Regions from separate parts of the Ovis aries genome. Here region 2 is linked to region 1. Evidence: chromatin contacts called from public Hi-C data. All regions are on one chromosome and are shown on one strand. The core of a region is the stretch at or near the end of the contact, and the rest is flanking DNA. Distances in the headings are between cores, read along the strand shown. Region 1 has its middle 19 kb from the start of GARIN4. Region 2 has its middle 51 kb from the start of NENF.

Region 1 (2,816 bases), core at 147-2,646:
GACTGTGCAGCAGCGTCCCACAGGCGAGATGCCCCCTCCCCGCGGCGGAGGTGCAGGGAGAACGGCCGAGAAGAACACCTTTTCCTGATTTCGCTCATTGTTCTGCGGTCTCTTGGCCAGGATCTCGCCTGTGAGCAGGGCCAGCTCTGGACGAAGCCGTAGAAGGCCCTTGTCTGCTTCCTTCACCCCAGTCCCTAGGCATCCATGTACCCTCTTGGTCTTCCCCATTGCAAGGCACAGAGGACTGGTCCCCAGCTTGGCTGGTCTTCGCTTTTGTCTGGGATGTGCGTGTGAAGAGAGAATGCTGAGGCCAGCCCAGGGTCAGTGACTTGGGAGTCTGGCACCAAGCCCAGGAATCTGTATTTGAACTAGTCCCCTGGTGATTCTGAAGAGCGGCCCAGCTTAAGAAACACAGGCAGAGTGCAATGAGCAAGGACTTTGGAATCAGACAAAGCTGAGTTCAAATTTAACTGCTGCCACTGTGGCCTGGGGCCCTACCTAAGCTTCTCTGAGTCTCAGTCTGCCCATCTGTAAAATGTGAAACTTCAGGAAAATAATGTATTTCAAATTTGAAAGATGTTTCTCAGTTGAAAGTCTATTCTCAAATATAAAATCAGACACTCCCCAGGCAGCTCATTAACGCAAAGGGAGAAGGATTCATTAACCTCATCATTGCTAAAAAACGAATCGGCTTATGCCTACCTCCCACCCTGTCCTCTGACCCACTCCCATCCAGGAGTGCAGAGGGCAGAGCTCGTGACCTCAATAATTGTGTCTCGGCTTGGCAGGTAGTATGCCGCCAACAAATATTTGTCAATTCCCTGCTTGATTTATTGTACTGGCTTACTCAGTTTCAGCTAAAGTCTTTAAGAATCTAGTTCTTGGGACTTCCGCTGGTGGTCCAGTGGTTGAGAATCTATTTTGCAAGGCAGGGGACTCAGGTTTGGTCCCAGGTCAAGGAACTAAGGCCCCACTTGCCACAACCAGAGGGTCTACGGGCTGCAACAAAAGATCCCACCTGCCACAGCCAAGACCTGATACAGTTGAATAATAAACAAATAAGAATAATAATAAGCAAAGTGTTGACTAATAATAAACAAACAAAACAAGAATCTTGCTCTTGGTAGTGGGGGAAACATGGCGGGAGAGAGGTGAACTATGGGATTAGGTAATATTTTATAGTTGGATTTTTGTTATTTCTGCAGGACTTGTGGCAGTATGGCTTAATGAGAGCAGAGAGTCTTTAGAATCTGCTGGACTGGGCTTCAGATCTTAACCTTCCCCGTACTGTCAGGACAAACTAAGCTCTCAGTGGATCAACACAGCAAGTGTTTACCTCGCCCAAGTCAGAGGGCAGGGCGAAGGGTGCTCTGCTCCATGTAGTCACGCAGGGAGCAAATTCCTCCCATTTTCACAGCTTCCCAGTGCCCTGGGTCATCCAGATAGTGATGGGAAAGGGCATGAATAGACCAAGGACCAGAAGTGGCAAAATCATTTCTGTCCCTATTTCACTGGCCAGAACTCAGTGATGTGATCAGCCTAATTGCAAGATGACCAAGGAAATAGTTTAAGACATACCTAGAAAGAAAAAGAGCAAATGGATACCCATGAGCAGTAGAAAGTTCTGCCAAAACCATTCATCAGCTGTGTGACCTTAGACAAATGCCTTGAACTTTCAGCCTCAGTTTCCTCATCTGTACAATGGGAGTGATACATGTCCCCTGGGACAGCTGAAGACTTAGAAGATGCACATAGCATGCTTGGTACACAGTGTGCCCTTGCCTTTGAAATATATGGAAGAGCATGTTTTCTTTTCTCTGAGTAACCCCAGATACTGAATGGTTGAAAGCTGGCCTTCAGCAAACTTCCTACATAGTTAGGGGCACACAGAAAACACAGATCCTCTCTCCTGGAGTGGCGGGTTCAATTTGGGTTATCTCCTTTCAGGGAAGCAGTGAGGTGGTTCCTGAATCTTGGGGAAGTTTGTTTTAAGGTCTTTTCACAACATGTGTTGAGAGTTTGCTGGAGTATTACCTTCACAACCAGAAGCATCTGTACTCTGATTACCTGGAGGAAAGAACCAGAAGGGAATGACTTCTATGGCAGCATCAAACAGTTTTGTTAATATACGGGAAAACATTCTCATGAAGCTTAGACTGGTGGAAAGATTTTGGAAAAAAATCTTTTCTTGAAATCTTCAAGAAGACGCCGGTTTCTACCTTTTGGACTTACTCAGCACATCCCAGCCTAGGGGCAGAAGAATGGAAGCTGTTGCTTCTGGGGCCACTTCATTCTCTCCTGTCCTTTCTTGGAGGGGTCTCTCTCTCCCTGTAAATGAGGTACCTAAGGCTTTGTGCCTGAGTTGACCTATCCCAGAGCTATCCTCTGAGGCCTTTTTTATAGGAACATCCAGACTGCTGCCTGGCCAGATTCCAGAACATTCTGTTCACTTGACCAGCCGTACCCAACGAGGACAAGTAGAAGAGGGTCAACGTAGGAGATGCAAGAAGAGAGGAGAATATCAGAGTGTTGTCAGGGGGAGCGGGATGTAAATAATGCCTTATTTCAAAGATGCTGCAATGGCCTGTGTGCCCTGCCCTCCAGCATCGAGTGGTTTTGGCAGGGCATGGGGCTGAACCAGAGCTCGCAGCCAAGAGAGGAGAGGCGGGGAAGGCTTGGCAGCTAGATGCTTTCTCTTCCTGTGACTTTTGCTGGGTCACTTAGTAACGACATAGAACCCAGACTGCTCCTTCCTCCGAATGACTTCCAGCTGCACCCCTCCCCAAACCCCAACTCAGAACACTCTATTTTTAATT
Region 2 (2,816 bases), core at 205-2,704, 190 kb after region 1:
GTATTTTCACACCTGCATTTATGCTTTTTCTAGCTATTCTGTCACTGTCAGGCTTTCATGTGTTGGTTTTCCCTTCTCTTTTTGAGCCTCCCTCTAATGCTTTCACTTTATTGCTTTTAATCTCCTCTAAGTTTGGAGACCAGGCACAAATGGTTCATCTTTCACAGCTCATCTCAGTCCAGGTATGAGAATTATTACAATTTATCAAACACCTACTATGGGGCTTGGATAGCCACCCAGGTGGCTTAGTGGTAAAGAATCGACCAGTGCAGGAGACACAGGAGAGGCAGGTTCAATCCCTGGGTCAAGAAGACCCCCTGGAGGAGGGCCACCCACTCCAATATTCTTGCCTGGAAAATGCCATGGACAGAGGAGCCTGGTCGCAACAAGTCGAACACGACCTAGTGACTGAGCACGATGTGCTGAGTGTTTTACCAGCTGTTTTGCAGCCATTATTTCATTTTTCACAACAGCCCTGTGAGTTGGACATTTTAATCTCCATTTTATAGATGTGTGGACTGGGGCTCAGAGAATGTAAGCGACTTGCCCAAGGTCACACAGCGGCTGGTGAGTGGCCAGGTTAGAATTCAGATGCAGTGTGTCCAACACAGGGACCATCCAAACAGTTCCTGCTGAGCATCACGGCACAACGTCTGTGGTAAGTCGCACGCTGTTGCCTGTCGCTTGTTACTTTGTTGGGCTATGAGAGCCTTGTCTTCCTAAGTAGAACGTGAGCCCCTTGAAGGCAGTGACCTGGCTGCCCACTTACATACTGCCCATACCATTGCCTAGTGTCAGGATCCAGGTGGTCAACAGTTGCTTTGCAAAGAGCAGGAGCCCGGAAGACAGGGGAAAAGAGAAGGAGGCAGGCTGTTGCCCCTTGGCACCCAACCTCTCATACCTCCCTACGGCCTAAGAAATTCAACTTGCCCCCGGCATTCATTCAGCGTCTATGGACCACTCTAGGGTGGGAGGGAGGAGAGGCTGCCCAGGCGGCTGGCATCTCCCTGGGAACGGACCGACTGATGACACGGAGGCTGAGCCGGGGTGAGACCCCACGAGGAGGGGGCCATCCAGTAGGGAAGGCAGGTGTTGGGTCCAGGGTTTCTGCTAAAGAAATTCTAGAGCAGGTGCCCCTGAGGAAACTCCTTCTTACACAGCTTCTTTCCTGAAAGGAGAATGAGTGGAATTCCAGGGGACCCAGTTTTCCAGCCCAAGCAAACCAGGCCAGCACCCCAGCAGGGCCTGATTTTGCTAAGTAATGCTGGCTCTGAATCTTCGCTTCTGTGACTCGAACTTGGAGGTGGAAAAACAGCCCCATCACATGACTTTCGGATTTCCCCATGACAGGACACTTTCTGTTTGTGTTTTGGTTCTCTGGCGGTGGCTCTGTGCTCAGAGGGGAGCCCCTCCCCACCCCGCCCCACCCCACCCTGCTGTGTGACCCGGGCGCGCATGGCCATGTCACGTGACCGTGGCTGCCCCGCGAGCCAAACATTTCTCCAGGTGACATCATGGCCTTGCTGATTGCCCAGGTGTTTCAGGGCCTCCCGGGGCTGACACGGAATTTGCATCACTTCTGATGCTTGGCTCCCGATTTGTTTGTCTTTGGTTAATGGTAAATCTGGATTGGGGTCGAGGGAAGTTGTTGAGACGACCAGACGGTAAACACGTCTCACAAAAGCCTGGCAGCACCAGGACCTCCGGCCCCCCTGCCCCTCCCCCACGCCGGGAGTCATCACGGGTCTTCCTGGCCCTGCCTGAGGCCCAGAGATTGTGATCAGGACACTGAGGCAACATCCTGGGACTTACTGCAGTTTGGGGACCTCTGTGCACCAGCATGCAAGACCCAGAGCCAGGTTTTTCTGAGCCCCAGAGGGCTTGAAAACAGAGAGCTGTTCCTCCCCTCTACCCCAGGGATTCTGAGTCAGTATGTAGGTCTGGGATGAGATCAGAAAATTTACACATTTTTAGGCAAAGCCGATGCAGCTGGTTCAGGGACCACACTTTGAAAAGCACTGCTCTAAATCTCCAGAACTCACCCAAAAGAGAGGCCGTATGTGTGGAGGAGCTTCCCTGGTGGCTCAGACAGTAAAGAATCTGCCTGCAAGGCAGGAGACCCGAGTGCAGTCCCTGGGTTGGGAAGATCCCCTGGAGAAGGAAATGGCAGCCCACTCCAGTATTCTTGCCTGGGAAATCCCATGGACAGAGGAGCCTGGTAGACTCCTCTTTGCGCGGGATGGCAAAGAGTTGGAAACAGCTGAGTAACACACATATGTGTGGGAGCCTCTCAAACTGGTTGAGGAAGCTGGCAGCTTGAAAGCAGCCATGGTGGGAGTATTCACACCTCGAAAATCAGTGAATGCTACAGACCAGAGCTTTTTTTTTTTTTTTTTTTTGACAGGGATCTGGTTAATAAACGTTTACCGGGGCACTGCTGGGTAAACAAAGGGCAGTCTTTCTCCTCCTCTTTGCTCCAAGACTGGCATGCTGTGACTCAGGAACAGGACAGGAAAACTCAATTAGAATTCTTTGTGCCTCCCTTTCATTTTCTGTAAATTGGAAATAACAGCATCTCTCTCACTGGGTCATAAGAATGAAGCAAGAAAATAACTATGAATCATTTAGCAAAGTACTCAGCACAGAGTAAGTGCTCAAAAACATTAGCTATTATTATTGTTACAATCCTTTGGATTATAGGGAATCTGTCCTTTGTCCCTACAAGATTATAAAGTTCTATGTAACTGTACACCCGGGAGAGGTGGAAACCGTGCCATTCGGGACTTCACAGACTTGTGGCCTGCTGGCACATGGTC

What was found. Hi-C and Micro-C count contacts between places; a contact is called where the count stands out from the background.
Region 2: a contact with region 1 is called in a Hi-C map of liver, with 3 times the contacts expected there. The contact joins two enhancer-like sites. A contact is called at or near these places in 5 of 16 Hi-C or Micro-C datasets (blood, liver and tail adipose tissue).

Annotation. Positions count from the first base shown.
Region 1 is chr12:70,376,600-70,379,415 of ARS-UI_Ramb_v3.0, forward strand. No RefSeq gene overlaps it. Among named protein-coding and RNA genes, the nearest start is that of GARIN4, 19 kb to the right of the region's middle. Within about 2 kb of position 1,397, at least 2 of the 54 cell types and tissues checked have an H3K27ac peak or open chromatin away from gene starts, as enhancers often do. A contact at or near this core is called in liver, where this site is marked.
Region 2 is chr12:70,562,202-70,565,017 of ARS-UI_Ramb_v3.0, forward strand. No RefSeq gene overlaps it. Among named protein-coding and RNA genes, the nearest start is that of NENF, 51 kb to the right of the region's middle. Within about 2 kb of position 1,455, at least 15 of the 54 cell types and tissues checked have an H3K27ac peak or open chromatin away from gene starts, as enhancers often do. A contact at or near this core is called in liver, where this site is marked.